Regions from separate parts of the Mus musculus genome. Here region 1 is linked to region 2. The links are chromatin contacts, called in public promoter capture Hi-C maps. All regions are on one chromosome and are shown on one strand. Each heading gives the region's core, a stretch centred on a gene start, on an enhancer-like site or on the middle of the called end of the contact. The rest is flanking DNA. Distances are from core to core; before and after follow the strand shown. Region 1 holds the start of Trio (triple functional domain (PTPRF interacting)). Region 2 holds the start of Ank (progressive ankylosis).

The links. Promoter capture Hi-C pulls out the DNA fragments that hold promoters and counts their contacts.
Region 1: a promoter capture Hi-C map of pre-B cells shows a contact between it and region 2. The contact joins the promoter of Trio here to the promoter of Ank in region 2. A contact is called at or near these places in 2 of 39 promoter capture datasets (liver and pre-B cells), 3 of 484 Hi-C or Micro-C datasets (CD4 T cells, LSK cells and embryonic stem cells), 3 of 115 datasets of contacts at active chromatin or transcription factors (memory CD8 T cells, pancreatic cancer cells and stem cell-derived neural progenitor cells) and 1 of 9 other capture datasets (adipose tissue).

Annotation. Positions count from the first base shown.
Region 1 is chr15:28,023,857-28,027,344 of GRCm38.p6, forward strand. It overlaps Trio (triple functional domain (PTPRF interacting)), which reads right to left and starts at 1,992. Exons shown (of 57, transcript NM_001081302.1): 1 at 1,484-1,992. The coding sequence starts at 1,640.
Region 2 is chr15:27,465,317-27,468,936 of GRCm38.p6, forward strand. Ank (progressive ankylosis) reads left to right here and starts at 1,361. Exons shown (of 12, transcript NM_020332.4): 1 at 1,361-1,783. The coding sequence starts at 1,688.

The sequences.
Region 1 (3,488 bases), core at 742-3,241, 560 kb after region 2:
AAGCTTTCATTTGAAGGAGTTCATGTCTTTCTAAACCTCAGCTTTCTACAAGGCCCTCACCGGAGAGGGAGAGCTGGAAAGAGCACACTAAACCCAAGTTGACACAGTCGAGACGGAACGTGTCACTTCTCTTCATAACCAATCGGTTAAGACGAATCAAAAATAACCCTGCCAGACAAAGATCAAGAAGACAGAACTAAACCAGGTGTCTAACGGCCCAGAAGTTATCTGCCTCGCCCAAGGCTGGTCGCTTCAATTGCTAGCTCCTAATGACCTGGACTGCGGCCCTGATCTCTTCCAGTTTGGGACCTGACTTTGAAAGAGGCCACTGAGACCCTGAGCTGTCAGCCTCCCGCGCTCACCCCGGTGCAGGCCGCTCACCAGACCCCGAGGCTCTCCGTCCTCCCGGAGGCGGGCAAACAGCCTCCCCGCGCCCTCCCTGGCCCGCCCGTCCGTCCGGATCCTGACCTGGGCCGCCCTCTCTGGCTCTCCAGCGCGGAGTCTGCATCCTCACTCCCAAGCCTGGCCGGCCAGGGACTGCTCTCCGAACTGCAGGCCCCCGGCCGCCGCTGCCCTCCGCCGCCTCCCGGACGCGCAAGCAAACCGGACTGCACGCAGGGACGCGCGGACGCGAGCCGGGCTCGCGCGGGATCTGGGCCGGGCCGGGCTTGGAGGAGGCGCCGTTACCGGGGTCCCCGGGACGCCCCGTCACGCCCCCTGCGCAGCACACCAGCGCCCCTCCCGCCCGCCGGGCTCCGGGCTAGCCTCCTCCTCGGCCACCTCCGGCTCGCCAGAGCGGACCCTAAACTGCCCCTCACTGCCTCCAGGTCCACGCCACCCACGCAGTGCCCGCCAGCCCTGGTCCCACGCCTCTCCCAAGGGCCACCACGGTCCCAGATGTCCTTCCCGGGCCTCCCCCAGAAACAATGGCTCGACCCGACCGCCGCCTCAGCTCGGCCACCGTCCTCGGTTCCTGGGCTGAGGTGCGATGGCTGCCCCGTTTCACAGAACCGTACACCAAGGCTGGATGACAGGCTAGAGCCCCGAGTCGGGACACTCGCTGATAATGGGGTTGGTGGTCCAGCTACCAGCGGCCCAAAAGCTATTACAGGGCAGAGCTGCTGTCCCCGGTCCCGGTGAGCTCGTCCTCCGGGACACCGGCCTCCGCCCACGCCGTCCCCGCCGCCGCCTCCTCGGCCCTCCAGCAAGAGACAAAGAGCCGGCGCCCCTACCCGCGGGGCCGTGGCCGCTGAAACGGGAGGCCGAGGGGTGTCTAGCCTGGCACGAGGGGCGAGCGCCGGGAAAGCGAGTGAAGGCGCCCGGGACGAGCCGCAGCACAAGGGCGGCGTGGGTAACCTGACACGCCGGCGTGGATCGCAGAGCCCCGATGCGGCGACAGGGACGAGAGCGCGCAGGGCTATACCGGGCCGGAGATCCGGGCGCGCCGGGCCGGCCGAGCGCGCGGGGCAACCGCGGTACTCACCGGATCGGAAGAAGGCCGCGATGTCGGCTAGGTCCTTGGCGGCCTCCTCGGCGCCCTCGCCGGCGCCGCCCCCGCAGCCGGAGCCCGCCGCGCTGGCCGCTGCCGCGGGGCCGGAGGACGCGGCCGGGGCGGTGGCACCGCCGCTGCTGCCGCTCATGGCTTCGGCGGCGGACGAGCCCGCCTCGGGCCCCGCGCCCCTAGCTCCGCGCACCCAGCCGCCTGCGCCTGGCCTGGCGGCGCCGAGCACCCAGCTGCCCGCGCCCGGCGCGCGGACGCACAGCCCCGGGGCGGCGGGCGGCGGCGGCTCGGCCCGAGGAGCGCGCCCACATAGACGAGGACACCGCCCGGGAGCCGCGAGCCTGGCGCGGAGCGGGCGCGCGGAGCCACGGCCTCGGCGTGGCCGGCCGGGGCACGGGCAGCGGCGCGGACACGCGAGGGCGGGGGCCGGGGCTGCGAAGCTCCGCGATCACGAACGCCGGCGGCAGCAGCGAGCCTCCATCTTGCTTTCCGACGGGGAAGGAAGGAGGGGGAGGGAGAAATCACGGCCGAGGGAGCCCGGGTGAAAGGAAAGGGAGAGCAGGGAAAGGAGAGGAAGGAAAAAGAGGGGCTTCGGGAATTTCCGGAGAGCTTCGTTAGCGGCCGGAGCGTGGGCTCGGCTGGTGGGCGGGGCCTTTTGTGGGCGGGTCCTGGAGGGGCGGAGCCGCGCCTGGGAGCCCGGAGGGCGAAATGGAGTGGCTGAGAGAGAACGTGGAGCGGGCCAGGTCTCCTCCTCCAGGGCTGCTCCAAACCTGGGAGGAGCAGGAACAAGTGTGACCGAGCCACACTGGCCTTCCAGGACGGGCACTGCGCCCCCTGCCAGGACTCTCGCGCCTGCACTGCAAGCGGTCCTAGCGCTGGAGCGTTTTCATTATTATTTATGTCACCCGCGGGGCCGAGCGACCAGGATATGGAGCTGGTGTGGCCTTCGCAGGCACAGCGCTGTCACTGGCATGTAGAAGGGGCGGGATAATTGTTGAATGAGCAGAGAGGCAGTGAAAACAGATTATCTGCTCTAGTCTACCGTCTCCTTGTATGTAAAAAGCAGGCGCGAGAGAGGGGGTGCTTGCGGGGAATCCCCATCTCCCAAGTGTGCTGGGTCCTCAGGCTACCCAGATGTAGTGGGAAGATGATGGAGGCAGGGGAGACCAGAGGAAAGGGACTTTTAAAGAAAATGTACGTTAAATCAGATGTGTGGAATATCAAATTCTGCTTTATGTCACGGCTGCAAGATGAGTGCAGTGAAGGAATGGGCGCCGGGTAATTGAGAATCACATGCAGGAGAAAACAGATCAACAAATTCCATCAAACTACACCCCGCACCTATGTTTAACGGGAGAACGATGATTAAGTGACCACCAGATCTTTTCCCCTTGGCAGTCTCAGACAAGCAAGGGAAAAGGGCTAGAAGGCTTGGTTTCGGTCAGGATGAAGTTTGAAGACACCCATAGGAATTTGTGTTCACCTTGCAATAGGTGTGTGTAAAGATCTACAGCTGTGTGCTTATATTTTGGACCGCATGATAGTACATATGCCTGTATTTTCTTGCTCTGTCAATTAATTGGCCCTGGAAACACCTAGCGTTTTGATGACTGTCTCTCTGCCTCTCATGTGTGCCTGCACGCACTATCGACATTTGTGTTTTGGGTCTGTGTTTATATGAATACAAGAGGTAGGTACCCAGTGTCTAACTCAGTCATCCACTTCTCACCTTAGTTTTTTTGGAGCAGAGTCTCTCACTGAATCTGGAGTTCCTTGGTTAGTTAGACAGTTGACTAGCAATACATAAAGATCCTCCCATCTCTGCCTCCCTAGTGCCCAAGCTGCAGTAAAAAGCTGGAATACCGAGGAACTGAATTCAGGTTCCCATGCTTGCAGAGTAAGTATTTTACCACAGATGGAGCGTTTCTATGGTTCTCAGATCTTGTTTTTAATACTTTCCTCCAATTAAAGGAATTCAGGCTCTTTG
Region 2 (3,620 bases), core at 111-2,610:
AGAGAAACCCTGTCTCGAAAAACCAAAAAAAAAAAAAAAAAAAAAAGATGCATAGGAAGATACAAGTTGAACAAACCATCTATCTCAACTGCTACAGAATGAAAAGCTAAGGCCCCTTGTTCAGAAATTCATCATTTCAAGAGGGCAAGACCAGGGTTTGAAGAAAACGATGTTTCAGCAGTTAGGAGCACCGACTGCTGCTCTTCCAGAGTCCCGGGTTCCATTCCAGCACTCATATGGTAGCTCACAATGTTCTGGAATCCAGGAGAAGCTCCAATGCCCTCTTCTGGGCTCTGTGGGTGCTGGACAAGCATGTCATGCACAGACAGACATGCAGACAAAAAAAAATATCTGCCCATAGACATAAAATAATAAAATAAATATTAATGAAAAGTATTAAGGCAAAAACAGAGAGCCAAAGCAGGCACAGGACCCTCTACGAGCTAAGCTTTTTTGTGTGACTGTACTCGTCTCTTGGAGGCCAGCCCCGCCCTGCTGTGAATGCTTCAGTCACTGGCTTGGACCCTTTTTTCATACACTATACTGGGACACCGGCTGATGCTGGCTTTGTCAAGCTTTTCAGTTTTAGGTAAAAGTCTCAGCTCAGCAACTGATTTATCATGAAATCACTGGGGACATATTATAACACAGCCGAGCAGATTTTCTTTCCTTTTTTTTTTTTTTAAGCATATTTACCGGTCGACTTTTAAATAAGTAAACGGTTGCACATTACTAGCAAAAGCTGGAGACCGGTATGGAGCATCCCAGAACCCTAGTCCAGGACGGACAGTCAGTCCCTGCCACCCGGTGTATTTTTCCCCAGGGTCTGCAGATCTCTGTCACGAGAGATGCGAGATGCTCGTTTTGGTAAACCATCCTTCTCTCCCACTAATGCAGCCGTATCCCCATCACCCTAAAGCAGCTCCCAGTCCGCCTCAAGGCCGCCCGGACGCCGAGGCCTTTCCAGCTCGGTTGTCCCCGAAGCTCTACTCCTGGTTCCCAACTCTGGAGACGGCGCTCACACGGCCTTGCCGGACGCTCCGGGGACAGCATGGGGCTGTCGGTGTCGGGTCACCCGGAGTCCCCGCCCGCTCGCCCGCCCCGCCTGACTCCCCGCTCCGCGCGCTCGGCTCAGGCGGCGCCCCGGTCCCCCGCGGGCGCGGACGGCAGTGGCCTGTGCGAGCGCAGCGCCCCCCGCGGCCGAGCCGTGCGCAGCGGAGCGGGGAGGCGGCGCCGGGCCGGCCCCCTCCCGGGTCGCCAGCGGTGTCGCGCCTCCGCCCGCCCCTGATTTCCTCCGCGCGGCGCGGCGGCGGCGGCGGAGGCGCCTCGTGCGCGCGGTTATTTATTTATTTCCGGGCCCAGAGCGCTTATAATGGAGCCGCTGTCAGCAGAAGCCTCTGCTGCCGCCGCCGCCGCCGCCGCCGCTGCCGCCGCTGCCGTCCCTGTCCCTCCTCTCTTTCTCCCCGGCAGATCTTTGTTGTGTGGGAGGGCAGCGGGGATGGACTTGAGCTCGCGGCTCTCCTGCTAGAGCAGCAGCGCTTGGAGAGGACGCCGCCGCCGCCGCGAGCAGCCGCCGCCCCAGGCCCCGCCGGCCGCGGCCTCCGTCCCCGCGCTGCGCTCCGCGCGCCTCCCAGCACAGTGCCCTCGCGGCGGCAGATGAGTGTGGGGTCAGCCCACGGCGGGGACTATGGTGAAATTCCCGGCGCTCACGCACTACTGGCCCCTGATCCGGTTCCTGGTGCCCCTCGGCATCACCAACATAGCCATCGACTTCGGGGAGCAGGTAAGCCCGGCCGCGCCCGGTGCGCCTCGCTCGCCCAGCCTCGGCCTTGGATGCCGGGCGCCGGGGGGATGCGGGAGGAGAGGAGTCACCTGCTCCGAACCCCCTTTACCCTGGACCATTTGACGTGGCTTTGCGGCTTGTCGAGGGTGACTTTTGCAGCGCCCCATCCCCTCCCTCCGCAGATATTGGAGACTTTTCCAGCGTTCTTTGGAAAATAGCAAGCGACGGGATGATGGGGAACTTCACCTATAGAAAGGGGTTTAGTGCTCGGGATGAGTATTATGTAATTTGTGATTATGTAAACCTCGGGCCCAGAACTGCATGTAGTTTCTAGTAGCATTTAGTGCTGGCTTTTTACTTGCACAGGGTTTGGTGATGGTAGTGATGGTGGGAGAATTTGCCTTACAATGTCTCCAAGTTGATTTCCCACGTACTTCCAAATTTACATCTTTGCATGTAGCCTAGGTAAGGATTAGGGGTGTCCAGGAGGTACCTTGCCTAGAGGATCACTGATTATATCTACTTTAGGATATCTGTTCTCTCTCTCTCTCTCTCTCTCTCTCTCTCTCTCTCTCTCTCTCTCTGTGTGTGTGTGTGTGTGTGTGTGTGTGTTCTCTCTCCTCTCTTCCTTCCACCCCTTTGGACGAGAGCACATTTCTGGTGCTGCCTTCTCATTCTTTTTTCACGCTATCTCCATGTGGCGTCATTACCAATCTGGTGCTGCAGGCTCTCCCGTGGCGGTGAGGCACTGGTACCCTTTTGCAGGGCTTCCTGGCAGTTGCAGTTACAGCCTAAGGTCCGGGAGAGGGTTTGGGGGTGGGAGCTGGACCTTTTCAAAAGTGTAAGATAGACCTACTTTTGCAAATGTACTATTTTTTCCTTTCAAAGCAGTGGGATAAACCCTCTTTTGTTCATTAAGGGGCTCTGGATGGAGGCGGGAGTGAGGAGTTTCTGACAGTCACTGGGTAGGCAGGTATAGCCCACCTCTGTGTAGGGAAGGATAATTCATACAGGCAGGTGAAGAGTCGATACAGGAGCACAGGAAAACGAGGTATCTGCTTCACATGCGTTGGAGATGATTAAGACATAGAAAATTATTAAAACGTCTCACCAGCTTTTAAGCCTCGGACTTGTCAAGAACAAGAAGACTAGGAATGTCACTTAAGTGTTTCTTGGGTAGGTAGGTTTTGTTTGTGATTATAAACACAAGTTTGCGTTTACACTGAGCCTGTGGCAGAACTTTGAGAGTGGAAATTTAGATTCCCCTGAAAAGTTTGGACACTGCACATGGGTGATGATCACAAAAAGAAATCACACAGCAAGTCTCAGAGCATGTGTGTTATGAGGTGCCCATTAAGAGACCTATAAGTCTATTCTAGTTCCCTAATTCTCTCCATAAACATTATGGACTTCTCTATCATTTTATAGCTGGTTGGGGAGGCGATACAATGGAGTATTCTGGCAATTACAAAACCTGTTTTTCGGCCAGGTGTGGATTTAATCCCAGCACTAGGGAAGCAGAGGCGGGTGAGTCGTGAGTTCAAGGCCAGCCTGGTCTACAGAAAGGGTTCCAGGTCAGCCAGGGCTACACAGTGTGACTCTGTCTCAAAAGCAAACAAACAAAATAAATAAACTTAACACATTTTAAGAATATCTATTTTCACTTTTCACAGAAACTGTTTTTTATTATATATATATACATATATATATACATATATATATATATATATATCCTCTCTTCCCCCATTGTTAGTGGTTGGTAGTCTAAAACATTAATCACTTACATCCGTTGATTACCAAGTACCTGGTTAAAACACCATGTTATATTTATTCATTT